2 separate regions of the Capsicum annuum genome follow, and region 1 is linked to region 2. The links are chromatin contacts, called in public Hi-C maps. All regions are on one chromosome and are shown on one strand. The core of a region is the stretch at or near the end of the contact, and the rest is flanking DNA. Distances in the headings are between cores, read along the strand shown.

The links. Hi-C and Micro-C count contacts between places; a contact is called where the count stands out from the background.
Region 1: a contact with region 2 is called in a Hi-C map of leaf, with 2.1 times the contacts expected there. The contact joins the promoter of LOC107846013 here to the enhancer-like site in region 2. A contact is called at or near these places in 3 of 5 Hi-C or Micro-C datasets (bud and leaf).

Annotation. Positions count from the first base shown.
Region 1 is chr10:162,120,659-162,127,434 of UCD10Xv1.1, forward strand. It overlaps LOC107846013 (BEL1-like homeodomain protein 9), which reads left to right and starts at 4,995. Exons shown (of 4, transcript XM_016690540.2): 1 at 4,995-6,086. The coding sequence starts at 5,295. LOC124887826 reads right to left here and starts at 1,523. Exons shown (of 2, transcript XM_047397742.1): 1 at 1,459-1,523; 2 at 517-1,036. The coding sequence starts at 1,523. The coding sequence ends at 517.
Region 2 is chr10:162,052,510-162,059,034 of UCD10Xv1.1, forward strand. No RefSeq gene overlaps it. Among protein-coding and RNA genes, the nearest start is that of LOC107846014, 50 kb to the left of the region's middle. Within about 2 kb of position 2,237, at least 3 of the 5 cell types and tissues checked have an H3K27ac peak or open chromatin away from gene starts, as enhancers often do. A contact at or near this core is called in leaf, where this site is marked.

The DNA.
Region 1 (6,776 bases), core at 3,745-6,244, 71 kb after region 2:
GAGTGCTCCAGCTCCCCTAACACAATGTCTCTATCCCTCTCTTCATTCAAGAGTCTATGAAAATACAACTACCATCTTCTCTTAATATGAGCATTCTCCACCAGCACACTACCATCCTCCCCTTTAATGTACTTCACTTGATTGAGGTCATGACCCTTCGTCTCCCTCGCCTTAGCAAAACCTATATAACCTTTTCTCCCCACTTTTCTCCTCCAACCCCACATACAAGCTCTCAAAAGTTATCGTCTTAGCTGTCGTAACTGCTAACTTAGCCTCTTTCCTAACTAAATTGTACTCCTCCCTATCTTCCCGCTTTTCTTTTTTATCCTTACTCTCAACCAACTTAGCATACACCTCTTTCTTAGTCTTCACTTTCTTCTTTACTTCTTCATTCTACTACCAATCCCCCTAACGTTGACCAGCCCAACCCCTTGAGACCCCCAACACCCCTCTAGTCGTCTCCCTGATACACCTAGCTACCTTATCCCACATACTATCCACGTCCCCCCTACAATCCTACACCTTCAACTCCGCCGCCGTCTTCCCTATCTCCAGCATACTTACTGGTGTCAAGCCTTTCCACTTTATTCTAGGACGACCCTCTCTGCCCCTTCTCTTCTTATTCTTCTTTAAGCCCAAATCCATTAACAGAAGCCCGTGTTGGGTCGAGAGGTTCTTACTCGGGATGACCTTGCAATCCTTACACAGTACCCTATCCCCATTCTTAAGCATCAGAAAGTCAATCTGCATCTTAGCTATTACGTTTTGGAAGGTGACCAGGTGATCCTCCTTCTTTGTAAAGCTCAAATTCACTACCACCATCCCAAAGGTCCTCACAAAGTCCAACAGAGCAACTCTCTCTTCATTTTTCTCCCCAAAACCATAACCCTCATACACATCCCCATAGCCTTCCGGTAATACCCCGATGTGACCATTGAAATCCCCTTCTACAATAATCTTCTCTGAGCTAGGCATGCCTCTTACCACTTCATCTAAAGCCTCCCAAAACCGCTTCCTCTTCACCGTCCAAGCCCACCTGAGGCGCATAAACACTACACACGTTCATAGTAAATCCCCTAAACTTAATCGCCATCAACCTATCATTGACCCCTTTAACCTCTACTACTTTCCCTCTAAGTTCTTCATTTACTAAGATGCCTACTCCATTCCTACGTTTATCACTCCCCAAGTCCCAAATCTTGTAACCATCTACATCCCTAGCCTTAGATCCTACCCACTTGGTCTCCTGAACACACACAATATTAATCCTCCTCTTTTTAAGAATCTTTACAAGCTCTATGGATTTACCCTGAAGGGTCTCTATATTCCAAGACTCCACCCTCACCCTATCTATACTTGCAACACGTCTACCTCTACCACCCCCACTCCATACCCCAATTCCTACCTAACACCATACTTTGCCCCCAGTCCCGAACTAGTCCGCCCCTTTTTCCTCACCTCCCACCAACCCTCCCTTCTTCCACATACCAACAACTGTCCCCAGCCTCAACCCCCTCGAACATTACCCTACTTTGTCATCAACGCCTAAAGCCACTCCTCAAGAAACACAAACAAAGATGGAAATAAAACTAACAGTAGGAAACAAATAATGATAAAAAAAAAAATTAAATTAGGATAGAAACAAAACTAACTACAAAAAATATAGAGCACACTAATAGCCTAGCACTAAGGACAACAAAACCAATATTAAAAGCGTGGCTAGTCACCACTATACGACAATACATAATCCCAACAAATTAAACACAAGTCAAGATACAGGAGATAATATTAGAATTAATACAAAGAAGGAAATAACAAAGTTTAGAAGTCACTGGGTTACGCTTGTAGACCACGTTCTTTTTTCCTATGTGGTATGTTGGATATCGACAAACTGATGCAGGAACTGGTCTCATTGAATAATATAATTCAATGAGTAATTTTTTTCATAAGTAGATAGTAAATTACAATATTAAAATGTGATAAAATCAAATCAAAACTAAATTTACTAATAGACTTGTGCTAATATGACTAAAATAAAAGTACTAGTTAGAAGATTAGAATAACTACTTGTACATGAACATTTATTCATTAACCATTGTTACTTACAATTATTAAAAGTTATTCACCCGTTCGGAGCCACAAAATCATCACCAATTAGGTGATCTATCTTTGCCTCAAGGTGTTTGAAAAAATCTGCTATATCCAAATATGCAACGTCAACATAAGTTTCAGAGATAAAATTAGCTTCAAATTTTTTTTCTTTCTTCTTTAGTGATGCTTGATAAAGCACAATCAAGTGTTTGAGAGTGCGACAATCACATGCATAATATCCTTTTGCACCACATTAAAGACAAACACATGCTCTAACTGCTTCACATTTCTCATCCTTTCCTTGTTCCTTTTGAGGGTGTCATTTTTTTGATGAATAATTAACACCATGAACATGATTTTTTGCTTGATCATAATTACGACCATGATCAGTTCCACGATCAAATTTACGATCTTTCTTGCACTTAGCATGGTAGACATATACCTATTTTTACTTCAGGAACTAATGTAGATCTAGTAGGTCGAAATTTGTGACTTTTCATTAGCAAATCACTATTTTGTCCAGCCACAAGAAGATGAGAACTTAGTTCAGAATACTTCTTGAAACCTTTCTCTCGATATTGTTGTTGCACGAGCACATTCGAGGCATGAAAGGTGGAGAGTATCTTTTCTATTATACCTACATCATTAATAGTTCTTCCACATAGTTTCAACTGAGAAATTTTTTTTGAACATAACAGAGTTGTACTCATGAACAAACTTATAGTTTGAAAGCTCAGATGCGTCTAATTATATTGCGTTTTTGGATGTATGACTACCTTTAGGTGGTCAAACCTTTCTTTTAGGCCATGACCATTTCATAAAATAAGTGGATCCTTAACAGTAAGATATTCAATTTTTAAAATTTCGTGAATATGATGACACAAGAATATTATAGCCTTGGCAGGATCTTGATTTGATGCTTTATTTTCATTTTTAATAGTGGTATCTCCAAGTCTATAGCATCCTAATGGATTTTAGCATCCAATACTTATGAAAGGTAGTTCTTGCCCGAATTTTAAAGAGCAACGAACTCAAATTTTGTATTTACGAAATAGACATATTAAAAGAAAAAAAATACCTTAGCCTTCAAATTTTGAGATAGTAGAGTCTGATACGGATAACGTGTTCTAAGCTAAATTAACAGAGCAGAATTAATAAGAAATGTATACTCAAACTTTTGTTATTTTCTAATGTACTTAACATGGAGGCAAAGGGTTGCTTCTATATGCAACATTGCCACTACTTCAACCAATAAAAAATATTGGTGTATACATTGGTAATGTAACATTAAAAAGACCAAACCCATCGGTGGCCCCTAAATTTGACACGATCTTTCACTTTGACACCTCAACTAGATCATGTTTATTTTTATCACCTTAAGTAGCTATAAGTGTGTCATTTTGACACCTTTCGCTGACATGGTAAAGAGAGTGCATTACACTCTCCATAGGCGCGTGAATGATGAGATTTAATTGATTTTTAACTTTCTTTTCCTCTTCTTCTTCTTCTCAATTACTCCAACCATTTTGCACCTATTTTTTTCCCACCATTAACTTTGCTACACTTTCTTTAAACTGTAAAAATATGCAAACAAAAATGAACATATACAAAAAGAAAACAAATATATGAAATGAAAAAGCAGCTCGTCGATATTGTTGGGATTTGAATTTTTTGGCTATTGCAGAACTAATTAAGGACCTCAATGTAAATAATTTCTGCATCTTCTATATAATTTCTTGCTAGAAAAGAAGAAGAGACTTTTTCTGTGAATTCCGATTTTGCTATTGCAATCACTTGTCACCACTGTTATTGAGAAATTTAAAGAAATTTTGAAGATAATTTTTAGAGATGAAAATTGGAGAAAATGATCGGGGAGGGAGGAGGGGAAGGGTGGGGTGAGGCTGCGTTGCTGCAGCGTTAGTTTGTGGGGAGGGTGGGGGAGGGGGGTTGCTGCAGCAATCTTGGGGTGGTGGTGGGGTGACAGCAATCTTGGTGGGTGGGGTGGGGTACTTGGAGAAGATGATGTTTGGGGGAGGGGTCATTTATTTATTAATCTTTTATTTAAAATTAAAGTTAATTATTTAAAAATTAATTTTTTAAATTATAATTTATTTAAAATTATTATTTTAAATAAGAATGTCACATGCCTGCAAAAATGTGTTTTACAGATACTTTGCAAAATCAGTTGATTGTACAAAAAGTGTCAAAATGACACACTTAATAGTTGGTTGAGGTGTTAAAAATGAATATGGTCTAGTTAAGGTGTCAAAGTGAAAGATCGTGTCAAGTTTAGGGGGCTGACGATGGATTTGGCCCGTAAAAAAAGCATACAGTTAAGAATCTTAGCATTCATACTTTTTCACCGAATTATTTCTTAAGAAATGACACATTCTTATAATACTCCTTCCATTTAAAAAAGAATGATCTATTTTAACTTATAAAAAGTTTAAGAAAATAAATAAAACTTTTAAATCTTGTAGCCTTAAATTAAAGTTATGTCAAATGTAACAAAATATCCTTTAATCTTGTGGTCCTAGACATGTCATGTGGAAAGTTGAAATTAAAATTTTGTTAAAAAAGAAAAGAAATCATTATTTTTTAAGTGGATTAAAATGAAAAGTAGATCATTCTTTTTTAAATGGAGGGAGCGAAGAATTAAAAGATAAGGAGTAAAATGTTATACATGTATAATGAGAGAGATTTCATTTCCTCGTGCGGTAATGGAAAATGTGCCTCAATTTAATGGTACATCTACTTTAGTTTTTTCTAATAAAAAAATTATAATTCCATAATTAAAATAAATTTTCATAAATATTTTTAGTCGCATATATATCAGGTTTGATTTAACACAACAAATTTCAAAATCTTTCTATTTATAATAAAAAATAAATATTTGTCAAATCAAAAGGTTTCTTTGAAGAATAGTAGTATTGAGTAGGTGTTTCTTTCTATTATAATCAAACCAAACGACCCCTGACTGAATTAACAGCAAGTCCTCTCTTGCAGCTAAGAAGTGAAAGATATGATGAGCTACCTAGCTAGCTAGATAGTTATAATAATAATAGCCTTTCATATCATCAATATCCCATCACACCCCCTCACATTTCTTCCACTGTTCCTTCCTCCTTCTCTCTCTTTCTCAATCCATCAAAAAATACAGTACTACAGTGCTAGCTTCTTCCCCTCTTTCCCTACAGTGTTCAATGGCTGCAGAAGGATTTGAAGCATACCATGTGCCACAACAAAGTCGTAGAGATAGGCTTCGTGGTGGAGTATCCGATTGCACTGTTTTCCCTTCTTTTTACAATGATCAATCACTCCTAAACCCTTCAGATTTGCTTCTTCTATCACATAATAAACAAAAATCCCTTCATTTTATGGATCCACAAATATCCTCTTCTTTTCAAGAAATTGATAACACCCCCGCTTTTCTCTATAACACCCAGCAATCGACTTTTGACGTCGTATATAAACAAGAACAAATATCATCAGCAGCTCATGAGCCAAATATTACTACTACTCACAACAACAACAATAATAATAATTCTAGTAATAATTATGTTAGTACGGGTCAAGGTTTGTCTTTATCTTTATCATATCAGCCTCATCATCAGAACCAACTAATTAGGACAAGTACTAGTAATAGTACTGTTCCGCTTGAGCTGAATTTACAAAGATACGACTCATCATTATTTGTGGCCGCGGCAGCCGCGGCCTATTGTAATAATGAGTTGTCATCAAAGAGTAATAGTAGTACTATTCTTGGACCTTTTACTGGGTATGCTTCAATTCTCAAGGGATCAAGATTCTTGAAGCCTGCAGAACAGTTGATGGAACAAATTTGTGATGTGGGTAATAATAATAAGGGTACTTATGTTGAGAAATTTGTAGAAGTTGATGATGTTGTAGTGATGGATCTTTCACCTGATGCATCTGATGACGATGGAAGTGAACACAGGAGGAACAAGTCCAACTTAGTTTCAATGCTTGATGAGGTATTTAACTTATTTTCTGTAGCTTAGTAATACACTATTATTTGTGTGATTATACCTATATAGAACTTATTACATTTCTAAACTATTAGCTAGTATAACAGTTTGGCCATAGAATTTGATGTCAGGCTTTTGAAATGTTATTTTAGATTATTTTGAATGAGACCTTGTTTTACAATTTGCTCCATTATTTCTACTTTAGATTTGAAATTTGAAAGACTAGTTTGAGGAGTACTTCAAATTTCCACTTAGAGAACTTAAAAAGAAAATAAAAATTCTTAGGGTTATTCATAACTCCTAAGTACCCTTTTCTAATTTCTAACTCAACTGCTCTTTTTAATAAACTTCGACCAAGTCATGTCTAATCTTGTACGCTTTATTTCTAAGTGAACAGTATTCTTATTTAATTCTTTCTTTGTAGATTATTATGTGTTATCTAACCAAACATTCATCCTTTAAGGCATGCCAACATGCAGTATCAATAATTTATATATGCTTTTTAGCACATACAAATTAAATTCTTTTGAGTCTTGGTTTTATTATTAGGTATATGTTGATGCCTGTGCTTTTCAGGCATAACAGTTCGATCACTAAATCATCTTTTTGGAAGAAAAAGAAAGGTGATTGATAGGGAATATATGCACAAAGATTGGTGCCCTTAAGTGACTGAAGAAAGCCACTTCTGATTGCTTA
Region 2 (6,525 bases), core at 987-3,486:
TTACATATCTAATCAAAGCAAACTCCTATTTATGACATTGAGCCCCAACATCGTCTGTATTCAGTTTCACAACCTTAATTCCCATCACTAATTTAAGGGGAATAAATGCTAAGTTGCATACCTTTTCGTATATTACGATTCCCACATAGCACGTCTGCCATTGTAGGATGTCCTACAGATTCGTCCGCAGAAAAGGTGAGTTTTCTCGCCGCTACCACTGCTTCTAGCTCTACCTGCACTACTTTGCTCATTTGAACTGCAGTTTTAGTCGAAGCTTCCAAAACCGTCTTCGTTGGAACTTGTTGCGAATTTTCAGTCTCCGAGAGAAATTGGCTAATTGGACAGTCGGTAGCAGCTGGTAATCCCTGTTTCAGGTGTAACCATACGAGAACTAGTCACCTCATTCACCGGGGTCTTCAGATCAGCGCGCACAGACCATTTACAGCGAGCCCTGAAAAGGCGTACGTTAGTCAAACCCTACGTAACGTGCGCCTCTTGAGCTCTCCAGTAGCGTGCTAACATTAATTCTTTCTTGATGGAGAAGTTTTGGACTTCTATAAATAGGAGATTCATCTTCTCATGCAATAACAAGATATCATCCACAATATATATAGTTTTACTGAATTTGTTTAGGGAAATATTTTTCCCAATAGATTTAAAACTTTTAAATTTAATTTTCAATATGCATGTCTATTCATATCAATAATATGTTTTTAGTATAATTTTTTCTTGTTGTCGAATTTATCACAATATGATGTGCAATTATTATCTTCGACGTCACGGCCTTTGAATTCAATCCCAACATACACAACTACCTACTATTCTTCTATCTTAATCGTCAATTTTTATATCTTTCTATTTATGATGGTATCCTTAATAAGCTACACTAACAGAGATCATGTTCCTTATTATCTCTTTATGCTATGATAAGAGATTTTTGTACGATTCAATAGAAATGTTATTTTAAATTTCTTTTCTATGTCTCACCACAAGCCAAAGAATTGAACAAGTGAAGATATATATGTTCTCGCTTTCCTTTTGTTCTCATCGTTTCCTCCAAATCCAACTACGTGCCAAATCGTTGGAGGAAGTTTCCCCTTGGAAATTATTAGATCGTTATGGAGTTAGTTATCATGAATTTGTAAATTGACCTGATGAGCTTGACAGATTAGGTTAGCTGACACCAATAGTCACAACTTCATTATTCAATCCAACAAAAAATATATTTCCTCCATTTTAATTTATTTATCTTACTTTCAGTTTAATTTGTTTCAAAAAAATACTTCTTTTTAATTTGAAAATTCAGTAATTTTAATATTTCGCTTGTCATGTTTAAATATCTGATTACACCAAGACAAATAAATTAAAATCGAGATAAGTAATATGCTTTAAACATCTAAAAGAAATGTAGAAATAAAAAGACTTGCAAGAAACCGTCCTAAAATATCTGTTCATTTTTGCTTGTTTACCTTTGGATGTTGTACACCTCCTGAGAAATAAAAATTGCAATGATTTTACCATAATGTATTAATTAGGATTTAGTATTAGATCTTAAAAATAATTTGAGAAAGAAAAATTACTTCCTCCGTTTCATTTTATGTGTCACAATTTTCTTTTTTTTGTTCATCCCAAAATAAATGTCACCTTTCACTATTTAAAAACACAATTTCACTTTTATCCTTATTGGTCTCACTTAATTAAAAAAAATAATATTATATTTTTAAATAAAGAATAGTTTGATAAAAATTACTAATTTTTTTTATTTCTTAAATTTTATATTTAATCAAATTATGACACATAAAATAAAATTAAGAAATACTCCCACAGTTTAAAAAAGAATGACCTACTTTGACTTGACACGAAATTTAAAAAAATAAAGAAGATTTTTGAATCTTGTGGTCTTAAATTAAAAATATGTCAAATGTATTAAAACGCCCTTCAATCTTGTGATCTTAAATATGTCACGTGAAAAATTAAAATTAAAAAGTTACAAAAAAAATCATTCTTTTTAAAAAGAACTAAAATAAAAAGGAAGTATTTTTTTTTTTTTTTAAACAAGGGAGTAATAAATTGTGTTGTATTCGTAGAATCGCTGACAGATAAAAAGTTAAAGGAGGGAGTAAAAGGTAGCCCGGGTTGTCGGGAAGTGAGTGAGTCAGCTAGAAGTAAATTGAATAGAGTCACGGGAATTTTTATACTCTGCCTTTTTTTTTTTTACCTAAATAGTTAACACGCAAACGCAATTATATGCATGCACTTTGCTTTTGTCAATTTACTGTTATTTTGGACCCACCAACTATACCTCCACATGAATTCAAAACGGAAACATATTGTATAATTGGACGCTCCCTCTTGTTCGTACATTTTAGCCCACTTAAAAAAATACATATATTTTTATTATTTTTAAATTATATAACATATTTAAGATTATAAAAATTTAAAATATTATAATATATTTTAGTTTTGAATTTACTTTTAAAAATTTAGTATCAAAATGTTAAAAATAAATTGAAACAGACAAGTACTTTGACAGTTGGATTTGTGTTGCTGGATAGTGATCATTACCTCTTTTTTCATTCAGATGGTCAGGAAGATCTTTCCTATTGTTTTGCATGTCAATCCACTTAATTAAACAGAATAAAAAAAGAACAATATATGTGACGGAAGAATCCATCACAAATTCAAACGTCAAAAACTGAATAAGATCGTTTTAAATTGGTTGAGCTCTATCATAATCTCGTCACAAATTCGGAAAAGTAAGTGTCCATCATGAATATCCCGTCACAAATATGTGTTTTTGCCGTAATACTCCGTTTAAATTTTTACCTATTTTCTTTACTATTATTATTATTAGTGTTTTTCAATATGCAAATCATAACATATGTCCATCATTCTGGTGTTTGAATGCATGACAATACTGTTCCTCATATGTCCTTTATATTACTAGAACTTATGGACTTGCATGCTCTGATGTAGGGATGTGCATCGGTCGGTTTGATTCGATTTTATGTATTATCGATTTTGTTTATCAGTTATCGATTTTCAAATATACTAAACCAATAATCAAATACTAATTATTGCTCAAAAATACTTTTTAAATTCACTGGTCAAGCACGAACTGCTCCTCACAAAAAAATTAAAAATTAAAAGCACTTTTAGAAGAAAAAAAAACGCTTCTTAAAATAAACTGATTTTAAAAATTTGATCAAACGTGCTATAAGTATAATAATGTCAAATAAAAAGTTTTAGGCAACAATTATTGGAAATTGCTGAAGTCCAATGTCATGAAATATTTCCTTGTTTCAACCACCAGATTTGTCGAATTAATAATGTACACCATACACATCACAAACATGTAACCCTACCAAAATTGAAAAACATACGCAAGAATTACAAATCACACGACATAACAAAATTGTTTTAAATCACTTTGTCATAGATATACTAGAAAAAATTGGATATAAAGTAGCCTTCACAAAACTAAAACATTACATGTATACTTATTTTTTCAGGAATTATTAATTTATAGTAGGTGAGAATCCATCGAGGAAACTAAAAAACTAAAATGAGAGGACAACAAAAATATATGTCACATCTAGGATTTGTAGGTGGATTCTTTCGTTGTGTGAATGAGATTTACGTACTTCTTACTTTATATAAGCCATTTATGTCCTATGTGTAAAGTAATTTCTTTTTAACAAAAAGAAATTCAATTGAACACCTTGTACCGCACCCTCCTAGTTAGCTGTGTCCCCCGGCGAGGCCGCAATATATTTAGGGGCGTTTAGCTATACAATATGAAATCATGATTTTAAATTATAACATAAAATAGTAATAATTTGAAAATATGAGATGAAATTGAAATTTTATTTCAACATATAAGTTGAACCTTTTATGTTGTATGTTTTCTCATAAACATAAAAATCTCATAAGTTGTGAAAACCATAAAAAGTGTTCCAATCTTTATATAACCTTATCAAATAAGTAAAAGTTTATGACAAAAGTATAATACAATATCACAAAACTAGTATAAAAACACACTACAACATTTATTGATGAGACTTTAGTTCAACAAAAACATAAAATTAAACATGAGTTGTAGTGTACCACTTTTTAATATAATCCTCCCACATAGTTCAGACAATCTTCTCACGTTGAGCTTTCATTTAATTATGATTTTTTTAGTAAGCGTTTATCTGAAATGAAGTAGTAATAAATTTAGTTGGTGAATGAATATGATCAAAATATTGAATTTGGTAAATAATGAAGAGAAAAAACATCTTTTTCCCCCTGAACTTGTCGTCACAACTCACTTTAGTACTTAAACTTAACTTCCGTTTATTTACCCCCTTAACAACTTTCAAATGAATTAAATTCCTTCCTATAACTGACGAGACAAAAAAAAAGAGCGAGTGAATTTTTTTTTTAAAAAGACCACTTTATTGCTATTTATAAATATATATATATATATATATAACATTAAAAGAAAAATGTATTCATAGAAGACATTTTCATCTTCTTCATCACTCCCCTTCCCCATCCCCACGCCCACCCCCACCCCACCCCCAACACTTCATTTCTTCATCTTTTTCATACCCCCACCCCGTTTCTTTGTAATTCTCTTCCTATCAAGTCCTAATTAATCCAAAATTTTATTTTTCGACAATCAAAAAGGGTTCAAGATTGGTGAATAAGTTTGATTCTTGGCCAAGAATTTCATGTCATGCGAATATCATCTATGCCATTTTTGAATTTCAGACAGTTTATGCCATTTCTGTAGACATTTTTGAGTAAGAAATTGAAAATTTAGGAGTTTTGAAATTTTGAGTTTTGATTAATGTGAAAGAATTTGGATTTGAGATTTTGTGTATTGATGTATTTTTGTGACCATGTACTTATATTTAGTTCATTGATGGATTTGCTCAAGCTAATTCAAGTTAATTTTGCATTTGATGAAGAAAAAAATTCATTGAAAAAACTTGTGGTAATGGAGAAAGAAATAGAAAAAAATGGTGCTTTTATGTGAAGAAGAAGAAGGAGGAGGAGGGTGGGGAGGAGGAAGGGGATGGAGGCTGCTGTCTAATGAAGAAGTAGAAGGAATTGAGGTGGGGTGGGGGCTGTGAAAGAACGAAGGGGGTGGGGGTTGTGAAGAAGAAGAAGGAAGGGGGGCGGGGTCTATTTTATTTATATAAAATATATTTTTTTATAAAAAATATACTCTTTTAAATATATATATAAAAATACTATATATAAAATATATAAAAAGTTAGTGTGTGGGATTATTAAAAAAAAATAAATTCTTACATGGAAAATGACATGACATTGATGTGGGACTGATTTGACAATGATGTAGCGCGTGTGTAGTGCACTCTCCGTCGTGAGAGTGGTATTCAATTTTGAGGGGTGAAAATAATTCACTTTAAAGATGTTAAGGGGAGTAAATAAATGGAAGTTAAGTTTAAGTGCTAAAGTGAGTTGTGGCGACAAGTTTGGAGGAAAAGATGCCTTTTCTCAATAATAAAGGGTAAAATAAGATCTAATAAGTAGTACTAAATTTTATGTCGGTGAAAATAATTGTTGTATGAGATATAAATGATTTAAAGAGTAATATTAATATGAACTATAATATTTATTTACATATGAAATAAATGGTGAGATTTTGTTTTTTAAAAAATATAAATTTGTGGATTAATTTTGTATTTGAAAACAATCCCAAACAATGATATGAAATTTCAAATCAAGTTTTTTTTGAAGAAATTAAAATTTTATCTCATGATATGAAATCAACATTAAATCACATGTCCAAACATTAATTTTACTCATAATTTTAAATTACGAAATAAAATCGCATGTCCAAACCCTTACTTATTCTTCACAAAATCAATTTTGAGCAATTCAAATATATATCATATTTTTTAAACAACACCACCTTCAACGTTTGATACCTAACAATGAGTTAATTGATTTTGTGTTTCATTACAAATATTTAGGATTGTTTGGTTGAATTAATTAGAGTTTTGTAGGTATAAGTTAGTAATATAAGCATTAGTGATGTATATATTAGTTGTTTCATCTTTTATTCTGATAAAATAAGACAAAGATCATTTCTTCATAACTTACATATCTATTAATTATATACGGATTGCTGATCAAATTTAATATTTGATGTGTTGAATTTTACTCATAATAAAAAAAAAAGTCTACCAAGTTAAATTTAATAAATGAATAATTACCTCCTAACCAGCAAGCAAATGGCCCTTAGTCATGAATAATAGCATATTAAAATCTTATGGTCTCAGGCCTTACGTGTTAAGTGTGTTCCATAGAATAGAAGGTCTGTTGACCTTCTTTTGTGGCCAAACACATCGACAGGTTCCTCAATTTGACACGATTTTTCACTTTAACACTTAAAGTGGACGTTGTTCATTTTAAGCATCTTAACTGATATTTCGATGAGTTACTTTGACGTTTTTTACAAAATCTGCAAAAATATATAATGTGCGTGTATTGCACGCACTGATAAAG